4 separate regions of the Mus musculus genome follow, and regions 2, 3 and 4 are each linked to region 1. Evidence: chromatin contacts called from public promoter capture Hi-C data. All regions are on one chromosome and are shown on one strand. Each heading gives the region's core, a stretch centred on a gene start, on an enhancer-like site or on the middle of the called end of the contact. The rest is flanking DNA. Distances are from core to core; before and after follow the strand shown. Region 1 holds the start of Iba57 (IBA57 homolog, iron-sulfur cluster assembly). Region 2 holds the start of Epn2 (epsin 2). Region 3 holds the start of Mapk7 (mitogen-activated protein kinase 7). Region 4 holds the start of Aldh3a2 (aldehyde dehydrogenase family 3, subfamily A2).

Region 1 (3,728 bases), core at 375-2,874:
TGGAAACACAGGCAGATCCAAGGCTCCAGTATGGAGTCCATGCATGTTTTCTACAAAGGGCAATGACTGGCTTAGGCTTAAGGCCCTGAGTCACCACAGCCCGAACACTGCCTGGAAGACACCATCCCAGGGTTCACACAGAACTCTATATGCCAAAGCATCACAGTGGGTCTGGCCCATGGGTTGTCATTTGCTGACACAGTTCTAGATTCAGAGATTCACTAAGCGAAGTAATGTGGGAAAAGGATCTCTAGGAAGCACATCACTGTGGCCTTTCAGCACCTGGAGACAGGCACTCTAGATTTCCCCCCACAGAATGCAGACAACTACTGGATAGTGGTGCCATGGCTGTCAATTCTCATCCACCACTCTCATCCTGGAATAGCTACCCTCAGGGGTTCAGGAACTGTTCTCCAGATATGAGGATTCCCCATATACTCCCAATGAGCATCTAGGGGCTACTGAAGAGGCTCACCAAAAACCAACTTGGAAAGACACCGGGTAGCTGAGACAGGCAGCCAGGCCTGGACTTTGGTAGGAGTCAAGGGACAGCTCAGGGACAGGATAGGGAGGGCGGGTCTTCACATGCCTACTAGACAATGCTGAGACTTCACGACTTAGATCCTATAAAGGTGAGCAGCTGAAGACTCAATGCTATAGACGCAGGCCCTGCCCAGACTGGCCAGCAAACACTATTTACAGTCACAGTCAGGTCTGCTGTATAGATAATGAGACCATACAGGCAAACAGCTGGCACTGCAAAGAGGAACCAGAAATAAGGGAAAAACTGGATTCTCAGAACACTGGGACAATCTGTCACTGTGGAGAGGCTGTGCAGAGAGTGGCTTTTTGAATAAAGTCCCACGAACCAGCGAAATCTTTCTAAGAAGTGAGGAGGGAGGGACAAAGCTGAAGCACCCATCTTGAAAATAACTCCAGAAGCTTCTGACTTGACTGGTTGGGGTCCCAGGCACAACGCTCTGTGCAAGTAACTAGCGCAACCTGGATGCCTTCCATGGGACATCCGCCTCTAGGTGACCCCTTCCCTAAGTCTAGATTGTCCTCAGAAAGTCATTTCCAGAATAATCTAATTATGCCTCTTCCCAAGGGTGTCTAGCCAGTATTCCCTAGAAATCTTATCCTGGACATCCTTCCTGGGATTCTGGAGGTCTGCTCCCTCAGCACTCTAACGACCCTACTGCCCCGCCCTGCTGCCCCGCCCAAGCTCACCCATACAGAATGACGTCATAGAGCGTGCGTCCCTGCACATTCAGGAAATGGGCATACGCCGCACGCGCAGAGGGCTGAGCCGCGCCGGTCGGAGGCCCCGAAAGCGGCAGCTCATTGGTCGATAGTCCCAACAGGAAGGGTGCAGCGTCCGGGCCGCGCACGCGCACTAAGGCGCGCCCGTCCAGCCGGAAGCAAGTCCAGGCCACACCGTCCGCGGGGTTGCTGCCAAGAAGGCCAAAGCCACGGGCTAGGCAGTGACTCGCGGTCCCGCTCAGCCGCCAGTGCCAAGCTGGGCTTCTGCGCCCCACAGCCGCGCCCCGAAGCAGCGCCACCGCTGCCATCTTGGGCGCTAAGTGAAGGCGGGCACCACAGCGGCCCCGGGCGGCGGCGGCGGCGGCGGCGGCTGGCGACGCGCGTGCGTGGGGGGGAAAGTGGGCGGGACCTCAGCCAGTGGATGGGTGCGCAAGCCCAGATAAACACCAAGGCTAGAGCCACCCGGTGACCCTTTCCTTAGTTGGCTCCTGGTCAAACCGCTTGTGGTCGTGGTAAATAAGTAAACATGAAATCTGCCATCTTACCTCGGTCCTGGTGTGCAATCCCAGCCAGCCTCTCGGGGGGCAGAGGCAGGAGGATGCGTGTTCAAGACCTGCCTGTGCAACTTAAAATGAATATCCTGTCTCCGAATAAAAAGTTGAAGATAGATAGCTCAGTGGTAGAGCATTTCCTAGCAGGCAGGAAGCCATGGTTCCCATCCCCAGTACTGCCCAGAAAAAAAGGAGGAAAAAAGTTAGGCATTTCCTTGTTCACGGTTAAATACGAACAGTATAAAATGTATTATCTTCACCACTGTTACTTTGTTATTGCTATACTAAACATGACCAAAAGCAACTTGGGAAGAAAAGGGGTTCACTTCATTTGAAAACTCTCAGGTCACACCCACTTACAGAGAGAACTCAGGGCAGGAACTGAAGCAGAAGCCCTGGAAGAGGGCTCTTACCGGCCAGCTTCTGATGGCTTGTCCAGCCTGCTTTTTGATACGACCCAGGAGCACCTGTCCACAGTGAGCTGGGCCCTCTCACATCAGTCATTGATGTGATATAAGCCAAGACCTGTTTAGAGGCCAAGCTTATGGAGGCGTTTTCTGAATCTTCCCAGATATCGCTAGGCTTGTGGCAAGTTGATGAAAGCCAGCCAGCGAGACCACTTTTAGTGCATTTATATCGGCATTGTTCAAACGGCTGCGCAGCCCTCACTATCATCCAACTCCAGAACTTTTTATCTCCCAATCATCCAACTCCAGAACGTTGACTCCTCCCAGAACACACACTCAGCCGCTGGTGCCCACAGTTGGCTTTCTGCCCTTGTGGGTTGGAAGCCTCTGAGAACCAGTGCCTGTCCTCTTGCACCTGGCTCTCTTCATGGAGCACCCATCCTCAGTATAGCACGTATCAGAATTCCCTTCCCTTTTTAAGAATTGTATTTTATAGCTGGGCATGGTGGCACACACCTTTAATCCCAGCACTTGGGAGACAGAGGCAGGTGGATTTCTGAGTTTGAGGCCAGCCTGGTCTACAGAGTGAGTTCCAGGACAGCCAGGGCTATACAGAGAAATCCTGTATCGAAAAAAAATTTTTTTATTACGGTAATGCCTACCTTTCCCTATGTGCTGAGCTGGCAACGGGTACTTGGGAGGTCTCCAATTCTTGGAGCCAGGAAAAGTGTTGCTATGAAAACAACTACACGGATGTCTCTTTGAGTCCCTGTTCTTGGGTCTTTGGGGCATACTGGATCATATTGCTACCAGGGAAACTGGAGTTCCTTTTGTGTGTTCTTAGTCTTATTAACAAAAGAATTTCGAAATGGACTTGGAGCTTGGTAGTGGCGCATGCCTTTAACACCAGCATTGGCTGGGCAGAGGCAGGCAGGTCTCTGTAAGCCCTGGCTAGTCTACAGAGCTAGTATCAAGACAGTCAGGGATACACAAATAAGCCCTATCTTGTGGGAAGGGGAGAAGAAAATTAACAGTTGAGAGAAAAACCTACAAAGAAAGTAGATGTGTTGCATAGTTCTTTTATGTCAACTTGACACAGGCTAAAGTCATCTGAGAGGAAGGAACCGCAATTAAGAAAATGCCTCCATAAGATCTGGCTTTAGGCACGTCTGTATGGCATTTTCTTAATTAGTGATTGATGGAGGAGGGCCAGGCCCATTGTGAGTAGGGCCATCCCTGGGCTGCTTGTCCTGGATTCTATAAGAAAGCAGACTGAACAAACCATGCTTCGGAGCAAAGCCACTATGCAGCATCCCTCCCCTCCCCTCCCCTGCCCTCCTCTCCCCTCCCCTCCCCTCCCCTCCTCTCCCCTCCCCTCCCCTCCATGGCCTCTGCCTCAGCTCCTGGCTGGTGTTTGAGGTCCCCCCCCCAGACTTCCTTGAATGATAAATAACAATGTGGAAGTGTAAGCCCAATAACCCCTTTCCTCCCCAGCTTGTTTTTTGGT
Region 2 (3,728 bases), core at 922-3,421, 2.4 Mb after region 1:
ACACCATGCCAGGTATCATCACTTGGAAGTTTCAAATACCTGGGCTGGGGAGAATGCTAAGCAGTCAAGAGCACATACTTTCTAAAGAACCAGAGCTCACTTCCCAGCACCCACTTCAATGGCTCACAACTAAATGCACTCCAGCTGCAGGGGGCATGACACCCTCTTCTGCACTCAGAGGGTACCAACACTATACACTGGCCCCCAGACACACACACTTTTTTTTTTTAAAGTTTCTCGTTTCTTGGTAACTCAGATGTTTGGCACCATACACCCCGCAGCGAAAGGAGACCAACACAGCCCCCATCCTTCTATCTCAGGGCTCAGGGAAAAATCCAAATACTGAACAAAATTACTCAAATCAACCCATGTGGAACAGTACTTTGCAATTCATGTTTATGAAACAACAACCCAGCCACACAGTTACACATAACTAGCCTAACTTTAAAACTAGGAAAACCAAACTTTAAAGTCACAAAAGCAGCCTGGGTGTGGTGGCCCACATCTTTAATATCTCCACCCTAAAAGGCAGATGCAGGTGGATCTCTGTGCATTCCAGGCCAGACTGACTACCCAGTGAGAGCCTGTCACAAACATAACAAAAGCAAACATTCAAAAAAAGAAAAAAAAAACCAAGACCTACAGGTGTTTCCCCAACACAATCATTAATCACAAATGCCCTAAGAAAAGCTGCAGTTCCTCCCAAGCTCGTTTAAATACAGACAAGAGCTTCATTACCAACAATACATAGATGGAAAGCTTAATTACCAATGCAAAGCCGATCACCGAGAGAGAATCCAGTATCTGCCGCTATCACTCTAAATCTAGAGTTACAAGACCACAAAGTTCCCGTTAAGTCTTTCTTATATTACATAATAGGGACATGGATCAAAGAAATTCACCTTTTTCAATCATTTCAACCCAATTTCAATCCCTTCTTCCACAGGGTATTTTCTTGACTGTGCAAAAGAAGAATTCACACTTCTTTCTCATCTTCCCTTGCCCATTTTCTTGTATGAATGTTAAAAATAGCAGGCAAGCGATTTGGGGGAATCCTAAACGTTGAAGAAATCCTTAAGTGTCCCAGAGTTGGGGCTTCCAGCTGTGTCAAACACCCTATCCCTAGATGACCTTGGGCAAGCTAACACATTTTGGGCCTTAGTTCCCCTAGTCAAAAAACACAAGAATAGCTAAATCCTATCTTTTCTGAAACATAGACTTCAAATGCGTTCCCAAGGCAGCACTAAAGTGAAGAGGCCGCTGGGAAGGACTGAGGCCCGAGACCAAGCAACAGACTTACACCGGCCGACCTAGGGTTTCTAGGGAGCTCAGACAATCTGCTCCCCCTGCAAAACCACTGGGCCAACTTCAGGTTGCAAACAAAAACCTGTTGGCCCGGACTCCTCTAGGAATGGCCTGCCTCTCCCAACGCGCTCGGCTCGCGCTCCGACGAAGCCGGCCCACGGGAGAGCGAGGGTCTCCCGGAAGAGGCCGACCCCACGCGCGGCTCGCCCACCCGGACTCGCCCAACAGGGCCGCCAGGTCTCTGCCATCCCACGCGGAACAAAAGGCAGCTGGAGCCTGGCTTCGCCGCCCCCGTCCCCGCTGTGCTGTGGAGTGGGGGCCGGGAAGGGGAATCCAGTCCCGGGGGCGAGAAAGACGTGGGGAAGAGTATCCCCTTCCCCCGGTCCCCTGAGGGAGGGCCGGCCGGCTCGGACCCGGTTCGAGGGGCGAGCACGCTCTGGGGAGGGGCGGGGTTGTTCCAAACTGAAGGCTCTGTCGCTGAGGTGTGAGGCGAGGACAGGAGCCAAAGCCGGGAGGCAGACGTCGCCTCTCTCTCGGCTCCGAGCGGGCTCAGGTGGGGCGGGGCCTGGCTGAGCCGTCCAGCCGGGTGGGGTCCGGCTGGCCGCACGGTGCACGCCCCGGCCGGCGAGGGGGAAGCCGGTGCTCTTAGGGGCGTCCACGCACTGGAAGAGAAGGTCTGCGCGCAGCCCCGCCCCGCCCCGACTCCCGAGCCACCACCACACCAAGCCCCGCGAGTCCCGGCTCACCTCCGTTCCTGGCCAGCGCGAGTGCAAGGCTGCAGCCGCCGGCGACGCGGGAGAAGCGGGAGCGACCCGAGCCTGTGCAGCGTTTGACACCCACACGCCAGCCAACATGGCGGCCGAGAGGGGGCGCGCCGGCAGCGAGCGCGCGCGCGCGAGCCCCGCCCTCCGAGCGCGGAGGCTCCTCCCACACACACTGGCTCCGCCCTGCCTCGCTCCTAGGCCCCGCCTCCAAACCGGTCCGCCCCTCCCACATATGCCCCCAAGGCCTTCTCTAAATAGCTCCTGCTTCTACACAAACCTAACAAATTTATGAAGCCCTAACTCAGAGTCCAACACATCCCCCCTACCTCAACAATTCCCCAGGGCATACATAACTACCTTAACCATCAATCCATGCTCCTCCCTTAAATCCTCAAGCACAGAACCCCGCCTAGCCTAATCAGAACCATGGTCTCCTAGTATTTCCTCTTGCACGTGAAAAATGTTGTGATGAAGAGACAGGAAGGAGGCCAGGTGCCAGACAGGGTTGATTTATTTTGCTACAAGTGCGTTCACTTCATGAAGATTCACTTATGCATATTTCAGATTTGTATACTTTTCTGTGTGTGCATTTCAATAAAAAGGTTGAGTCCAGAACTTTGGCAGCCCAAGTGGTTGAACCCTCGGCCGCTCGAGTCTCCCATGATTCATCAGGATACTGGGATTTAGCAACCCCAACTGCAAGCCTGCAGTCTCACTCTTATGCACCCAACAAAGCAATGTAGGGCCGGCCACATGCCAAGCTACAGCACACAGAGGCAGGCCAGAGATGAGAGCAGAGCCTTATACAAGAAGGTAAGGAGAGTCCTTTCCCTCTTTCCCCAAGAGAGGATCTCAGAAGGGTCAGAACTGAAGGCTAGACCCCAAAACTGCTAGCAGAGAGCCCTCATAACAGGGTCTAGGACATGAATCAGGGCTCAAGGGGAGAGTACAGGGAACTATTTCAGTTGTTTGAATATGCTTGGCCCAGGGAATGGCACTATTAGGAGAATAGGCCTTGTTGGGGTGGGTGTGGCCTTGTTAGAAGAAGTGTGTCACTGTGGGAGTGGGCTTTGAGACTCCTAGCTGCCTGGAAGACACTCTTCTGTTGGCCTTCAATTTAAGATGTAAAACTCTCAGCTCCTCAAGCAGTGTGCCTGCCTGGACTGTGCCCTGCTTCCTGCCATGTTGGTAATGGACTGAACCTCTGAACCTGTAAGCCAGCTTCAATTAAATGTTGTTTTTATAACAGTTGCCAGGCTAGAAAGATGGCTTAGCGGTTAAGAGCACTGACTGTTCTTCTGAAGGTCCTGAGTTCAAATCCCAGCAACCACATGGTGGCTCACAACCATCTGTAATGAGATCCGGTGTCCTCTTCTGGTGTGTCTGAAGACAACTACAGTATACTTAAATAGAATAAATCAATAAATCTTAAAAAAAAAAAAAAAAGAGTTGCCTTAGTCATGGTGTCTCTTCACAGCAATGCAAACCCTAAGACAATTTCTGTAACCAATCTATGCCCAAAAATTTCATTCTGCCTTTGCTCACTGAAGGAGAGTTTGCAGGTCATTGTACTTCTCAGAACCACAAGTACATTTTTCCTATAAAGAACTCACAAATTCACAAGAAAGAAAAGGCACCTGGGTCTCAAAAGCAGGGAAT
Region 3 (3,728 bases), core at 700-3,199, 2.3 Mb after region 1:
TTTTATAGAAATATTCAAATCTACCAAGATTGGCCAGTATGGTTAATTTTAGAGCAAACTCTACAGTTTGCCAACAGCTACTGAAAAAGCTATGTTGAAGACTCTATTTTTAAGGAGGTATTCTGTGAATAATTAGTTGTCTGCCATGAGGACACTGCTGTGTGACACTACAATGTATTGTGTCCGTTGTCTTACAATTTGGATCTGTCCTGTCTGTCTGTCCTCTCTCCCTCTCCTCTATTGCTGTTTTGGTTTTTTGTTTTGTCTTTTGGAACAGGGTCTAGACTAGCCTTGAACTTATGATATAACCAAAGGTGGCATGACCATAAAGAGGTAAATCCTCTTGATTCTTTTCCCCTTTTGTACAGGAGAGTCAACCTAAAACCTCAAAGATGCTCATCAGCCTACCAGTGATCGACATCCCCAGCCCTTGCCCTCTTGAGAGATAAGAACTGTCCCTACCAATGTCCTGGACTCACAGCCCGCATCACTCTGGGTTCAACCGCCCTGCCAGAACTTCAGTATTACTGAACCTGGGCTTCTAAGCTGATCCCGACTGTGTCTCCTCCTCCTGGCCCACTCCTTACACAGATCTGAATTCTCCATAGGGCACAGTAGGCTTCAGGATGTCCTTGATGGCGATGATATTGTCGTGTTTGAAGTGTTTGAGGATCTTCAGCTCCCTGAGGGTCCGTTTGGCATTGGTCACCACATCAAAAGCATTAGGTATCTTCTTGATGGCCACCTGCTGGCCTGGGGAGCAGGAAAAGGGCATATACCAGAGAGTACCTTCAAGTTAGCTGCAGGTCCCTTCCAGCACTGCTCTTCTGGAGCCCAGATAGCAGTAAGTACCTACTGTGTGCAGGGCCCTGTGTGTAACATATATCAAATTTTAATTTCGCAACTGCCTCGTGAAACGGCTGCTAATAGCTCACATAGAGAGGAGGCGCGGCTAGTTAGCAGTGGTTGTGACTGTACTAACTGATCCTCCCTCCCTCCCTCCTCACATAGTCAGTCCATCCCAGATCCTCCCCATTCTTCCACCACTCCATCGTGCCAATCTCTGGCTCTAGAACATATCTCTTTTGGACACCAAAGAGCATCTCTCTATTCTGGCTTACAGGGAATATCCTTTTCCTAAGGAGAAAGTAGGCTGACTGGGAGAAGCAGGGGTTCCTGAGAAGGGTACCTAACGGGGAGCTGGCACCTAGTCCGTAAGCGTGAGTGGAACCAGAATCCCCGGCGCAGCTGATCCTCCTGGGACCGTGCGGGTTCCTCACCGCCTCTGGAAAGCAGTCCACACATGCTGAGCCTCAGGAAGCCAGCTCACCCGTGAGGCGGCGGCGCGCCGAAGACACCACCCCGTAGGCCCCATTGCCTATGGTCTCGATGATCTCGTACTCGTCCCCCACGTCAAAGGTCACGTCGAAGGAGCGGGCTTTGAGCAGGGCCAGGTTCTTGGCCACCACAGAGGCAGCGGTGTGAACGGGTTCTGCCTTCACCCTCCCAGGGGGCTCCCCAGAGCCATCTTCGCCGTCCTCCTCCTTCAGCGGTTCGGCCATGGTCTGTACGAAGCGCTGATGAGAAGATCGTCCTGAGGGCCTCTCAGTTCCGCCTCTGTGGGTTTGGAGGCAGGACCTGTGCAGCAGGCGAGAGGGGACCGCTGGCACAGAGAACCCCACGGCCCAGGATCCAGGGGGGCGCGGCGCGGCCCCGGAAGAAAGGGAGGGGCGGGGCGCTGGGACTCCCGGGATCGCACTCACCGACCGGCCGGCACCCCGCCGCCACGCCTCCTCGGGAATTTGGGATTCCTGAGTCTTGCCAACCCAGTGATGAGTGTTCCCCCGGGCTCGCTCACTTAACAAGAACCGCGGCCACCACCAAAGCCTCGCGTGCGCCGAAGCAGACCACCCCACCGGCCGCCCCGGGACCACGCTCCTCCAGCTCCCAGCCAATCGTTGAGCGGCCTCCGTGGAGGTTCCCACCCCTTTATTTTACTCTGTCCAATCAAAACTTACCGGACGGGAAAACCGCGCCCTTGTCAATCACGCGCGCGCGCGCGCGCGCCCAGCTGTCCCACTCCGGGCGGGAGCCGCCCAAGGGGTGATGCGTGCTCCTCAGGGGTGCGCGCGCAGCCCCGCACCATGCTCTCACGCATGCGTACTAGCAGCCTCCGGAGCTTGGGTGGTGGGGGGGAAGCGAGCAAGGCCCCACCAAGTTCTCTTGTACTTCTGAGCCTACTCGCTCCACAGGCCCGAAGGGCGGAGATAAGGGAGGGAGGAGGGGTGTTACCTAGGCAACAAGCTCCGCACCCCCCCACCCCCACCCCGTCCTTTTGGCTCCTCTTCCTTCCTTGTTAGCTTTATTTCCTAGGGAATTTGCTGCGCACTCTTTCGGCGCCGGAAGTTCTGGACGCCTTACCCCGGAGTAGTGACCAGAGACCCCAGTCTTTAGAGCGTCGCTGACTTGTTTTCCCCCACCCCCCCAACCACTCCAACACCCCCACCCCCACCCCCAGCCAGTGAGGACCTGGCGGGGATGCGCATGCGCTCTGAACCGGGCCAGACCCAACAACTTTTTCCCTTTCCTCTTCCATTTTTCCTCCATCCGGCTGGGACGTCCGGTTGAGGCAAAAGTGAGCATTGTTAACTCGAGAGCTAGAAAAGTTCTCGGTAGGCAGCTTAAGTCTCCAATCTCCAAAGAGATTCGGGATTCCCAGTGAGACAAGAAAAGTGTGGAGAGGGAAACTGGGATGAAATCCAGTAAAGTCTGAGTGTCCCCTTGACATTTATTACTGAGTTCTCAATCAAAAGCCAAAGGTTGAGTCTAAAGCAGAAATGGATCTTAGATATCATACACGGTTGTTTGTGTTGCCCAGCATTTGGTACTACATGCAGAAAGTTTCACACATCAATTCATTTTCACAAACTTAATACCTGCGCCTTTGATTTAGATTAAAATTTCTAAAAAAACTGGATGTACCGGCTCATGCTTTTAGTCCCAGCACTGAACAGGCAGAGGCTGGCCTCAAATTGACAGAGAGCTGCCTGCCTCTGCCTCCTGAGCGCTAAGATTAAAGGTGTTCACTGCCTGGCTAAATGACTATTTTGACAGAATGTTCAGAGAGTCTCAATTCAGTGTTACCGGGGCATGGGAAAGAAGGTGGAAAGTATTTAAATGGATGTCTTTAGAGGTTAGTGAAGATTTTATCTTAAATTCAGCGTGTTCAGCTAAGACCCCTCAGGTAGACTTTGGCTGAAATGTTCCTCTGTTCCCAGCAGTCTTGGGTATTTTTTGCTGAGCAGATAGTTCCTGTGCATGGCACAGGGATCTGCAGAAAAAAAATGCCTGCAAGGGGGAAGAGTTGAAAGAGGACGGAATCTGGTATTTTACTAGATAATGCAAGATTCTTATTCTTTGGAGCTGTTCCAGGGTAGACACAGCTCAGTTGAAGATTATTTGCCTGTGCTTCAGATAGGAAGTTACCCCTCATGGAATCAGATTTGTCACCATCAGGCCAGCATTTGCACACAGCAGAAACAGGCTGGAACCCCACCACTGAAGGATATAGCTTCTTCAGTCCACCACTACCCTCCACCACTCTGCCATACCTCTCAGCCCTGGCTCAGTAAATGACGTCACTTTAGTACTTGGACCTCTGTGTTCTGCACCTTATAAAAGCCAGGAAAATGAACTGGCCCAGAAGATTATAGTTTCAAAAATAAAAG
Region 4 (3,728 bases), core at 390-2,889, 2.1 Mb after region 1:
TCAGACCAAGTATACTTGCAGTGACAACTGGTATTATTAGACACCACCCCCTCCCCCGGTTTGCTATCAGATTTTTTTTTTTATTTCCAAGTTCTCAATAAGGCACACCCTGGATACTCAGGATGATTCTTCCTCTCTAATACATTCAGAGCCTCTAACGTCTTCACTACCGATCCAAGCCTTTTAAAATAGGGTTAAAAATGATCCCTTTCAGCATCACCTCCCGATTAATAACAGCCTCCCGAAGTCACGATGTAGGTACCGTGGCAACTTTGCTTTTGAGCAGCATCTTGATACTTCATCCTTAACGCACTGGTTTATAACCAGAGTCACACCTGCATATGTTCTACTTTGGAGCCAGATTTTAAATTCTGGACTTAATATATTTTCTTCAGGAACGCTATGTATGAACAAACATACACAAACTATCTGATGTTTGAGGAGTGGATGATTCACAGAGTTTTAATATTCACTATCCTATCTTGTTTACTAATTACCACAGCCCCTCTTTACCAGAAGTACTCTGAAGGAAGGTTTCTAGATTCTACTACAACTACTGTTACCACTTTTTGAAGCAGTCTTTGATTGAAAATCTGAAAATAGAGGTCTTACCATGCCTGGAATACAGATAGAAAGTAAAAGGGAGAAATAATATTACTAGAGAGTACAACAGACCATAGTTGTACCTTGAACACTACTTAAAACCTTGGTACTCAAAGCTTGCTTCTAAACAGGCCATATGTTATCACCTGGGCCCTCATTAGAAATCTCAGACACAGTCTCACGAGGACTAAGTCAGGATTTGTATTTTATCAGGTCCCCAGGGTGATTGTCTGTATACTGGAGGTCAATCATGTATATGATTAATGTCACACAAAGTCATATGGGGAATTTCAGTGCTGAAGATTATAGGAAATAAAAAGAACTGTCAACAAAAAGAAACCATTCTTTTAACGTCATGAAATAAAGACAGGGAGTGAAATAGCTGAAACCTACCAAGCAGACAAACTACTGAGATCCAGCCTATCCAGAGTTAACTGCACATTGTAAGGAAAGAGACTATGAACGCAGCAGAAATGGGCAAGGCTATACAGAGCGTTCGCAGACGAGAAATTGCCGGCGCCAAGTAAAGTATGCACTTCAATATGAGTGCAAATACAACAGTTTGGGCTCTAAGCGGGGCTGGAGAGTCCAGAGTCCAGGGTACTCTGCTTCCTCTTAACTGCTGGATAAACAAAACCAAACAACCTGCTACAGAGAAGGAATAAGGTGGCTCATCGGGCCCCTCCCACCCTGTGGAGGCTCACTTTGCTCAGGTCTGCCGCGATGGCTGCTAAGATTTCCTTCTCGCGCTCTTGCACCATCCTCCGCAGGGCCTCAAGCTGCTGCAATCGGAAGCGCAGCGGCCGAGATCGGCCGGACCGGAACGCCTGGCGAAGCCGTAGGACCTGGCGCTCCATGGCCGGGCCTGAGGAGAACGCGGAGCGAGGCAGGTGAGGGAGCACAGTACCAGTAAGGAGCTGCTATGGATGATGCCACAGCTCACTGCCACTTTCCGCTGCTGGGTCCTATCCGCCTACTGGCCTAGACCCGGCCCGGGTGTGGGCCAAACCCCAGCACTTCCCTGCTAACGACAAAGTGCGCACTCATTGGCTGAGCTGCTGCACGTGACTATGAGGCCCCGCCCCTTACCTCTAATCTAGCCGCGGGATTGCGGTCCCCGGGCGCCGGGTGTGTAGGTGCAATTTTTGGCACGCGAAGACGCGGAAGAAGTCCTTCTGGCTTCAGAAAAGAGCCAAGCGTCCTCTAGGAGGAGGAACTGAGGCCCGAGGGTGCTCACCCGGCCGGAAGTAGTCTCCCTTCGCCTGCAGTGCCTCAGATTCAGAGGCAAAGTCGCTGGGCCTGGGTAGGGCGGGCCTGGGTGGGGCGGGCCGGGTGACGCACGCGAAGGAGGTGAATCCAGTGTATACACACACACACACACACACACACACAAGCATTGTCATCGCCCACACTGATTTTCAATCCTCTCTACTGCGTACCATCCAAGGTTTTTTCCCAAATTTCCTCTCCAGGCTAATTAGCAATGGTTGACTTTCGTACCCATCTGGGGCTGCTCAGCGACGGCGGTCACTTTGTGTTGTCCTTCCCATCTTCTGGAAACATTTCCGCTTCCCTTCCTTGGCGTTCCCTAGGTTTTCCATCTCTGGATTTCTCCCTTTTCTGACCCATTAAAGTATTCAAATGTCTGGGACTAAGTTCTCTCCGCGCAGTCACTCATCTAATTCTACCAGTAGAGAGCAGAGAAGGCTCTCACCCAATCTTTCCTTGGACTCCCAAGGACACATTTAAATGCTAATCTCTATTTACACTTATAATGGACTTCTTATAGTTAATTTCATTAGAACTTTTTATTATTCTTCAGCAAACAACTCATACTTCCTACAGTGTTCCCTGTCTCTTTGACTTGATCTTCAAAATATATGTTGAGCCCAATAATGAGTGGTTCAAACCATACTACATATCTACTATATATAGCAATAGCACTCTAATAGGCTGCTTGCTTGATTGGTTGGCGACTATGAATCTGTTACTTCTTAGCTCTGTACTTACCGTTTTACACTCTGTAGTTCAGGAGCCCAGAGTAGGTTCTCCTCCCTCCTTGGCCTCCCAGGAAGTTCTGCCAGAGGAAGAAAGTAAGGAAGGAAGGAAGGACAGACTACCAGGACACTAAAGATTTCTGTTTCCCCATGGACTCAGTAGTGTGGCAGGTGCTGGCATTTCTATCGTGGAAGGAGAGTCAGTATATTCCTGCCTCTAGGAATTTCTTGGACAAGGTGGCTCCTAGTCCTAGAGGATGACAGTCACAGTGTCTCCAAATGGCACAGAAGTGGGCAGTACTGCAATGAGTTTCAGCTGAGATTCATTGGAGCAGTTTCTGATCTTTGAGACCATCCGCCCCACTCCACCCCCATGCTTCCTTCATTATTCCTGAAATCCTTCCTGCATGAAGTAACTGGGTGGGTTTGACTAGTTCCCCTTCAGCGTCACTGATACATTCAGAATGTACGGTGACCTTTATTAGTCAGTCCCTCTCTCAAAACTCTCCAGAGAATAAAATTCAAAGCCCATATAATCCTCTATAAGCCTATAAGTCTTGGCCTCTGGATGTGCCTCTTCTTATAGGATTTGCCCACGTAATGAGTTTTAGCCAGAGTGGCTTCCTTGCTGTTCACTGAACACTTGGGCACATTGCTATCCCAGGGCTTTTTTGGCATTCTGTGTCCTCTGTCTAGAGTGTCCAGCTAACTTCCCCAACTTTGTAGCTTTCACAATGGCCGGTGAGTTGAGGCTTATCTGAGGCGCTTCTTGGTGAAGCAAGACCACCCCACCCTTCACCTCTGCTTTGCCCTTACTGAAGCAAGCCAAAACAAGCTGCACAGCTTTCTCTTTGAAGGTTTCATGGTTGAAGCTGGTGGACTGCAGCTGAGAAAGTGTAAGAGGAGCAGGCTTCTCTGTTACAAAACCAATCAGGACCCTGCACCCTCCAACTCAGAATCACCTGTACTGAGCAAGCCCGCTGCTGAGGGTCAAAATCTAGCACTGTGTGGCAATGTTTAAATTAGCTCAGAGTTCACCTTAGGAGTGTGCTTGGTTATCTTTTCTTATCTGACCTGAGAGTGACCAATTTTAAACTCTTGAGTTAATAAGCATTGTGTGAGTATGAG

The links. Promoter capture Hi-C pulls out the DNA fragments that hold promoters and counts their contacts.
Region 2: a contact with region 1 is called in a promoter capture Hi-C map of liver, with 5 times the contacts expected there. The contact joins the promoter of Epn2 here to the promoter of Iba57 in region 1. A contact is called at or near these places in 2 of 39 promoter capture datasets (liver and pre-B cells).
Region 3: a promoter capture Hi-C map of pre-B cells shows a contact between it and region 1, with 5 times the contacts expected there. The contact joins the promoter of Mapk7 here to the promoter of Iba57 in region 1. A contact is called at or near these places in 2 of 39 promoter capture datasets (the C10 cell line and pre-B cells) and 2 of 484 Hi-C or Micro-C datasets (B cells and CD8 T cells).
Region 4: a promoter capture Hi-C map of pre-B cells shows a contact between it and region 1, with 4 times the contacts expected there. The contact joins the promoter of Aldh3a2 here to the promoter of Iba57 in region 1.

The regions. Positions count from the first base shown.
Region 1 is chr11:59,162,121-59,165,848 of GRCm38.p6, forward strand. Iba57 (IBA57 homolog, iron-sulfur cluster assembly) reads right to left here and starts at 1,625. Exons shown (of 3, transcript NM_173785.6): 1 at 1,231-1,625. The coding sequence starts at 1,571.
Region 2 is chr11:61,577,516-61,581,243 of GRCm38.p6, forward strand. It overlaps Epn2 (epsin 2), which reads right to left and starts at 2,172. Exons shown (of 11, transcript NM_001252188.2): 1 at 2,052-2,172.
Region 3 is chr11:61,492,317-61,496,044 of GRCm38.p6, forward strand. It overlaps Mapk7 (mitogen-activated protein kinase 7), which reads right to left and starts at 1,950. Exons shown (of 7, transcript NM_011841.2): 1 at 1,764-1,950; 2 at 1,331-1,638; 3 at 588-753. The coding sequence starts at 1,562.
Region 4 is chr11:61,265,547-61,269,274 of GRCm38.p6, forward strand. Aldh3a2 (aldehyde dehydrogenase family 3, subfamily A2) reads right to left here and starts at 1,640. Exons shown (of 10, transcript NM_007437.5): 1 at 1,308-1,640. The coding sequence starts at 1,460.